2 separate regions of the Drosophila melanogaster genome follow, and region 1 is linked to region 2. A link is a contact called in public HiChIP or PLAC-seq data. All regions are on one chromosome and are shown on one strand. The core of a region is the stretch at or near the end of the contact, and the rest is flanking DNA. Distances in the headings are between cores, read along the strand shown.

What was found. HiChIP or PLAC-seq counts read pairs in DNA pulled down with a chosen protein or histone mark.
Region 1: a Psq HiChIP or PLAC-seq map of the Kc167 cell line shows a contact between it and region 2, with 2.6 times the contacts expected there. The contact joins the promoter of Cyp6v1 here to the promoter of RhoGAP19D in region 2. A contact is called at or near these places in 1 of 1 datasets of contacts at CTCF or cohesin (the Kc167 cell line), 3 of 107 Hi-C or Micro-C datasets (the Kc167 cell line and wing imaginal disc) and 2 of 6 datasets of contacts at active chromatin or transcription factors (both in the Kc167 cell line).

The regions. Positions count from the first base shown.
Region 1 is chrX:20,655,385-20,659,876 of dm6, forward strand. It overlaps Cyp6v1 (Cytochrome P450 6v1), which reads left to right and starts at 1,738. Exons shown (of 4, transcript NM_001298570.1): 1 at 1,738-1,918; 2 at 2,145-3,496; 3 at 4,441-4,492. The coding sequence starts at 3,029. It also overlaps asRNA:CR45466.
Region 2 is chrX:20,508,837-20,513,155 of dm6, forward strand. It overlaps RhoGAP19D (Rho GTPase activating protein at 19D), which reads right to left and starts at 1,858. Exons shown (of 15, transcript NM_001298567.1): 1 at 1,683-1,858; 2 at 530-631. CG1812 reads left to right here and starts at 2,708. Exons shown (of 4, transcript NM_134553.3): 1 at 2,708-3,251; 2 at 4,066-4,319. The coding sequence starts at 3,072.

The DNA.
Region 1 (4,492 bases), core at 488-2,987, 150 kb after region 2:
AAGGTAAGGCCCGGAAAGTCTCGAAATCGAAATCGCCCGCCCAGAGCCACGCCCCTTTGTCAGTTGGCGGAAAACCCTTTCTGTGCGGTCGTGCGTGAAATTTAATCAAAGCAAGACTTAACCCCACGACGCCCCCCATACCAATCGGCGTCCCCTTAACCCCCATGTGAGCCATCAATGTGGCCAACAGTTTTCGGTGTCCCAAAAGTAGACGACATACAAACAACCGGAAATGTTGCACATTTGTAACTTCAGCACACTTTTCCAGAAGGAGTTGAGCGTGTGGGAAAAGTCGGAAAACTGCTCAACAGGGGACTGAGGAGTGGACGTGAAAGTTTTCCATCCGCAGCAAGTGCAAATTTCTGTCAATTGTTGTAAATGGAGTTTCCTTTCTCCTCCGAGCAGCAATTTGTTTGGTAGTGTTTAATTTTTTTACCCAAAATCAGGGGAAAGTAGTTCAATACTGGCCTCACAACAAACTGTTTTCGGGATTCACGAAAATTCAAAGTTTTAATTTCCGATAAGCAACATTTGTTGATGTTTTCGTTTGTTATAAAATAAATTTTAAGCAATAAAAAACAAAAGATACAAGCACACATAAAAGTACTTATTAACTGTAGTTAGTACTAGTTAGTTAACTTAATAATAACACGGCAAAGTTGTTAAGTTATCAGGTAGATAAGTTATACCAAAACCTATCATACTCCACATTTATTTAATTTTGTGCCAGCTTTTTGATTTGGCGCCCACTTTGCACAGGGATGCCTCCTTCGTTAGTTATCGATATTCCCTTGCAAACAGAAGAATACGCGAAAATCAAATCAGCTGAACCGCAACAACAAATGCACGTAACAGAGAAAAAACGAAAAGCAGAGGCAACGAATGGCAGAGGACAGCCAAAACGTTTATTTATAAATCATCACAGGCGACAAGAAATAAGTAATCGAAAAGAACACAATAAAAGCTAGAATGAAAAGCCCTAACAACGAGAAGTGACCATTGTCTTTGTCTTGTACTGCACCCGCTAACAAAAACAAATTTACGCTCTCTTCGCTCTCTTTGTTTTCATCGAAAGATTCGCGGTCACCGTCGCGTCACGTCATTGTTGTTGTTTTGCAGTTTCGCTTTTAATCGTCACTTTTATTTGCGGTCTACTTTGCGCTTTGGCATCTTTCTGTCACCAACAGTGGGACAAACCGAAAGCGCTGGCTCACACGTTGAATAAAAATATACATACATATTTCTAGTAGTTTTTCTGAATATGACTAAAACACAACACAACTTCAATAAATTAGGAATTAAATGTATGAATAAAACGAAATATACATACAATTGCAGTTGTTTTATTAGATATTCCAGCTAAACATTAGAACTAAGCCAAAGATAATTTTTTTGTGATGCATTGCTGTGGGATGTTATTAATTGGACGAAATCACATTTGACCATCACATTGATCGCATCACATACAAATTCAATTATTTTAAGACTTTTTAAAATTAATTTAAAAAATATGGATTTTTGTCATGTATGTAGTTGCTGTGGGGTCGCTGTGCATTCGATTACCTGGACGAAACCGCATTTGACCACCCCTCGCTAAAATGAGTTTCACTGTGCGAACTAGAACATGTGCCTCATGACATGACTGTTCAAATTCTTCGCAAAGCTCTCTTTTTGCGCTCTCTTCTGTATCTGTGTACTATCCCGCCGAAAGATCTCTCCCTCTCTCTTTTGTCTCCCGCAAACTTGCGGTTAATAAAATAAAGCACAAAAGAACAGCATACGTTGATGGGGGCGTCGTCGCCGCTCTGTCGACGTCGCTGCCTTCGTGGGGCTTTGGTCGTTGACGTAGCGTCAGTTAAAAAGCGTCGCTTGGTGGAGCTAGCAAGCGATTTTATTTATATTTTTAGACTTATTTTCTGTAATTCGCTATTTGTAAATTGTATTCGCGGTTTTTTCGCATTTCTCTTGCGACTTCTCTTTCTATCCCTCTCTCTGTGTCTTTCTGCGCGGTGCTCTTCTTCTTTTCGTTCGGCGTGGCTATTTCTTCTTTCGCCTCTTCCATTTGTTGTTGACGTCGCGTTGTTGTGCATTTAATTCTTCATTGTGGTCTGTTTTAGTCATTTTTTTTACATATTTTTTTGTAGTTGTCGTTTCAAATGTGATATAATTAGTTAAGTATTTATTTATAAAACACGCGACGCCGAGAAAAGCCAGAAAGCCCGATAAAGGGACATTGAGGATTGCTAACAAAACAACAACTACAACGATTGGCGGAAAAGAGAGCAACGCAAAGGAGCTACAAAAACAACAAAGACAAAGAGAATCAACAAATAACGGCAAAGCCCCACGCGGAGGAGCGCCAAAACGATAAGAAAAAAGTAGAGCTAAAGCAAAAGCAGAAACAGAAACAACCATAAAACAACGGAAAATGCAGAATATTATTAAACCGCGCAGATAAAATAAAATTTGTCAACCACATTGTTCGAAAGCCCCGACTAAATAAATTGAAAACAAAACTTGAAGAAAGACTATCGGACGATCTTCGAAGAAGAAATATTGCTGGGAAAATAGAACGCTCTTAAGAGAAATGAAATCAGCGAAGTTCAAATAGATTTCCAACAGGAGTTAGAAATGAATTGGATAAATTAAAGATCTCTGTGCAACTAAAAAACACATCAGAAATACGAAGAAATCAAAGAAGCATCATTACAAAAAAAAAAAAAAAATACTATTGAATTTTCACTGAATAAATACATTTAAAAGCTCTTTAGTACTTTATATATATATGAAATCAGAGAACAACTAATAACTTTAGCTTAAAAAACATAGCAAGTTAACTACGGTCGTATAAAAAATACCATATCCGGAGTCATTGTGTCTTACAACAAACAGACGATCAAAACAAAAGCGAAGAGGTCACAACTGCTGGAATAATCTGAAATCTTAGATCGGTCAATCCAAGGCACTATCCGCATATCCCTCCACGATTCAGCCACCGCTGGACCTGACTGCGGATCCCGAGTGCGAGATGGTGTACTCCACGAACATCCTGCTGGCGATAGTGACGATCCTGACGGGCGTGTTCATCTGGTCCCGGCGCACCTACGTCTACTGGCAGCGCCGGCGGGTGAAGTTCGTCCAGCCGACCCACCTGCTGGGCAACCTGAGCCGGGTGCTCCGACTGGAGGAGTCCTTTGCTCTCCAGTTGCGCCGCTTCTACTTCGACGAGCGGTTTCGCAACGAGCCCGTCGTGGGTATCTATCTGTTCCACCAGCCAGCCCTGCTTATCCGCGATCTCCAGCTGGTCCGCACCGTTCTGGTTGAGGATTTCGTCAGCTTCTCCAACCGATTCGCCAAGTGCGACGGGCGCAGCGATAAAATGGGCGCCTTATCGCTATTTTTGGCCAAACAACCCGAATGGCGCGAGATCCGCACCCGTTTAGCACCAGCCTTCGCTGGCGCCAAGCTGAAACAGATGTTCTCGCTGATGGAGGAGGTGAGTCACTCAACCAGCCGGGTCCAAGTTGCAAACTCCCGCTCCCAGGTCCACGACACACGTTCGGAACTCTTACACCGACCAACACAACACACATTTCCACGCTTAATCGCGGGGCCCGATTGAAGAAAAAAATAACCAACAATACTATTTTACTCTGGTTTGACTTGTAATTACACCGATTCCATTTAAAGATAGGAACTGCCTGTTATTCAAATCGAATTCCATTCCCTTACAATCGAAGTGTTTCGCCGGCATATCGTTTTGGATCATAGCTATATTTTAATATTTCGAGGTGCGGCACTTACACCAAGCTACTGGGTAAAATTATTAAATTCAATTTTTTAGGTTCCATTAAATTTCCTCTTCTGATTGTAATGTTTCCAATTTTGATCAATGAGTTACGAAATGGCATATCTTATATTATTGATTATTAATGATAAAAGAACCTCTCTAACGGGCCATGTTGCTATCTGGGGCTTATCAAATCGAACCTGTTTATTGTTACTGACTTGTTGTATCTTATCAAAGGTCACCACCAACTACGGCATTACTACGAAAAAAAAACCATAACGTTTATAGCTCAAGACTTTAGCTCTCCTCTGCTTAGTTTGTTGCCTAGTCGAACCAAAAGTTCTATGCAAATTAATGCTAAGAAATCACAAACTGTGTGCGTTTCAGTAAAACAAATCGAATTTACTAATCATTGTGATAATGCAAATTCCCATGACAAAGCTGAAACTCATGTCCAAACGGTTGACAAGTCTCTAAGGTTTTTCTGTTGTATATCTGTTATGCAAATATCAAGAATCACATCGAGGCACTAATGAAACAAACACTTAATGAAACACTGATTAGCTCTAGCAGCAACATTTGGATACCTATTTATTGATTAACAATCCGTTTGCTCTGTGCTCCTTGTGGGATGTTCTATATCTCCGTAGATCGGCTGCGACTTGGAGTGGTATCTGAAGCGTCTGACTCGAGATCTTAGAC
Region 2 (4,319 bases), core at 608-3,107:
TAAGTAATTTATTCCTGTTGATTACTTTTTTTAATATTCTTTAATATTCTTCAATGTGACAGGGGTTTTAAAGTTCGAAAAAGGTTAAATCCCTTCAAACGCAATCGTTTGACTGTTAAGGGCTACAATTCTTGTAAATGAAAATTTATTGCACTTATTTATCAAAAAATAAAAAATAATTCAGAAGTTTTAAGAATGAACACATTTTTTTATTCGCCTAATTTCTTGCGTTGTCTCTGTGAATTCTGCAGAAGAATTCTCCGCAGAGAGGAAATGAGAGAAAGAGGTCCAGTAGAAGAGAGAAGGGAGTCTGGTGGTACGTAAACAAAAAAAAAACCTAAAAAGCAGGAAGACAACTTTCGCTGCTGGCATACAACGGAAAATGGAAGACGTGAAAGATGGGAACAGAGCAAGAGAGCAATAAAGAGAGTGCACAAAATGGGCCGAAAAGTGCCGATTCTTCAATTGTTATACTGTTTAGATTTACACAACATTTTTATAAAATAAACAAAAAGCCTATGATACTTACCAAAAACCAGGAAGATTTTCTTCTCCCTTTCTGACGATTTTCTTTTAAACTTTTTTGTTGCTTCCTTTTTGTATATTTATGATTTCGTTTTAATTTTGCAAACTAGAAAAAACACAACAAAAACGGTGTGGAGCTGATAAGGCGATTTATTGTTTGTTTATTTAAGGACATTCCTCAATTCTTTCCCATTCTTTCCTCTCTTTTCTTTTCCTTCTTCTTCTTATCAATGAAATGTGAGTCAGTGGCAGCCAAAAAATCAGCAGTAACGGTCAAAATAATAGCACTTCAAAGGGCATTCTACCGTTAACTACCGATAACTCAAGAAAAGTAGAAAGGAGTGCACTCTTTTACTTTCGTGACATAAGATTGATTATTTTACTTTAAAGATACTAAAATGTTTGTTATTTTTAACAAATTTTAATTGTCAGTAAACGCGATGCTATTGATACTATTATCGTAACCGTAACTGTGTTTTTATGTTTTTTCTTGTGGACTTTTTTGTTTTGCTTTATTTTTTGGGTTCTACATGCTGCCGACGCCGCAGTTGGCGTCGCTGCTGGCAGTTTCCTCATGTGGCGCGCACACACGCACATACCGCACACAAAAACACACTCACACACACCTACACGACTTCATTTCTTTTTCATTTCTTTTCCTTCCTTTCGTAATTGCTCCGCTTTTTTGCTTCTTCTTTAAGGTTGCAGAGTGCGGGAAAGAGAAAGGAAGAAAAAGAAACAGCGCGACAATTTTCATTTGGGCCTGTGCAAAAAAACCACAAATACAGAGTAAAAATCTTTATTTCATGCACGTTGCATTTTGCACTCCAATTGTTGTTGCCGCTTCAGCTTCTGCTTCTTCTTCGCCATTTGACTGTTGCTTTCTTTCGTTGCTTCTGTTGTTGTGGTTGTTGTTTTTGGCGTCGTCGGCGGCGGCGAGCAATAAACTAATTACTTTAACTAGCGAACAACCAAAATGTTTGCCGAATTCGTTGTGTGTTTTTCTTCGCCTTGCATCGATCCTTGTATTTTTTGGAACGCCTTGCACACATTCATCGCTTGCTTTTTACTTTTTTATTACACTTTTCGCCTTTTTCTTTTCACAAAAAAAAAATTTGACGCCACACGTTTGTTGTTGTGGTTGCGCCAGCACTTACGCTGCTTTAATTACTAATGATTCACAATACAATCAAGCGATCGCGCGCGCACCGTCTGCACTTTCGGCCAAATTACAATTAATTAGTTGTGTATTTTACTCTACTTCTTGTTTTACTTGCTCCGCTTTCCACTCGATTTCGTCCGATGTGATTTTCGAGTGACCAGACCAGTCGAGTAGAGGTGGAATACGGCCGATGCCACGCAGGCTATCGATGTTTTCATGCCTGGACGTATGTCGATACTTTGCAGCAGCTTATCGGCTTATGCTGCGATATCACCACTGGACGAAACTTTGGCCATTAGTTAACACTGGAGACTATAGATATTGTGAGAAAAAAAATTAAATACAATTTTTTTACCTGCTAGCCTGCACTTTATTCTGAAATATTTGCAGTGAATAGATACAGCACGCTGAATAAATGTTGGTCCAAGAATGGAACGCGTATTTTTAAGAGTGTATTTGAACTCACCCACACTAATATCATAGTGTATTAATTTAAATATATATTTATATAATATATAATACTTAATTAGATATCTTTTCTCGTATCAAAATTATTTGCGGATCCGAAAAACATTTTCTAACAAGAAACAACTGCCTAACGTGAAATACTTCAATGTCTCTGATAAGATTGACTTTTTTAAAGAAATTAATTAATTATTCTTTTAGTATTAATATTTCTGCCTAAAGTTAACGTAAGCTATCTTACTAAGCTAAACTAAGTAACTAACATAGACTTATTTTGGTGCAAATTTAACAATTTCATTTTTAAATGCTACCATATCAATGTTAAAGGGGAAATTCGCGAGCTTTTGACTTCAAAAGCTAGCATTCTCTTATAAAAACCTTTTAAATTGCATACTCACCCGTCTCCCAATTAAAAGCACCCAGGAATACGGGTATATATATGAAATTTGAAAATATAATTTTAAACGATCGCGCTCCGCAATCGATAGCTAAATGCGCATCACTAGCGGTGCTAGCCGACTTGGCAGTTCAAACGTCAAGAGAAGAAACGTCAAAAACGCGAAAAGTAAAAAGTCGCAAGAGGGAAAAGAAGCAAAGAGGTAGCAACAAGCAAAGAAATCGCACGCGAAACTTTTTTCTCTGCCAGTGTTTAGCAATAATTTAGCTAATTTCGTGCGTATATTTGTCGTAGAACGGTTCATAGTTCGCCAAATAACGGTTTGTAGACAGCTGGCCGCGAGTGTAAACAGAACGTGCTGCCCTCTCGCTCGCACTCGCACTCGCGCACCAGAAGCTCGGTCATCTCAAGAATTTCTTATCAGACGGATTCCCCAACCTTGGGACCACATAGGTTAACATATATATAGGTTAATAGCCCGCTCTAATCTTTGGTCCGTTCCGAGAGAGTACAGCGAACAGCATGGCAGCGACGCCAGCGCCAGCAGTGACGCCGGCAGCGACAGCAACGTCGGCTGCGGCCAAAATTCCTGTGAATCCCGTGTCCCCCGAGGAGGAGACCCTTCTGCGGGGCCTCAACAAGCTGCGCAACGAGGAGAAACTCACGGACGTCACTCTGATCGTCGAGGAGCACCGATTCAAGGTAGGACCCCACCCACACCATTATAGATCCGAGCAATAGCTACATGGAACAGCCCCATCTGTGGATCTGCTTCAGAGATCGTGCCACATCTGTGGGATCAGCTGAGCTACGAGCGGTTACGTCTAGCCTCATGGACACGGCACATCGGCGAAGGCGGATGAAGTTGGGTTGCACAAGTTTGGCTCCCAGAGTGCGCATAGCAAGTATGCATAGATTATCTTTCAGAGCAACTTGGTTGTGATTAGGCTAGGTTAGTTACGACAATACCTTCAATGGCCTGCGCATAGGACAAATAGAAATCGCACTAAACCGGATTGCTCGCATCCTAAACTCGGCGGTTTGGCAGTTTGGCTAGTTGGCCAGTTGGCCATTTGGCCATTTTGCGAGCTCGTGTTAATTATATATCGGAAACCACGAAAGCATAAGGTGACTAGTTATAGGGTTAGAGTGGCAAGTGGTAGGCGAATCGATAATCGTGGCCAGCAAAAAAGCTCATCTTTACTTTCTCTTGCTAATAATACAAATACGAAAACAAATTCGCGACACAAATTGATGTGTTTCGGCCGATGACGCATTTTCATCGCGCTACCTATGAATATTTAGGGATTCCCGGAATCAGACTCATATATTCAGATACATACATAAATCCAGAAAATTCATAGAAATGTTTTATGATACAGATTTTCAGAAATCTGATTTCAAATGTTTTCAAAAATAACATGGGGAATATCAGCGTTTTTCGTTACACTTATTACACTTATAGTAACATTTTTCCCCAAGTAATCGAACGAAATACGTAATCCCAACTTTGCAGGCTCACCGCGTCGTCCTGGCAGCCAGCAGTGACTACTTTTGCGCCATGTTCGCCGACTGTGCCATGATTGAGTCGCGTAAGGACGAGATAAATCTCTACGGTATTAAAGCCAGGGCCATGGGCTCGATCATTGACTACATATACACATCGATGCTGGAACTGAACTACGATAACATCGAGGAGATCCTGGCGGCAGCCACGCACGTCCAGGTGCGCGAGGTGATTGACCGATGCACGATCTTTCTGGGCGCAAA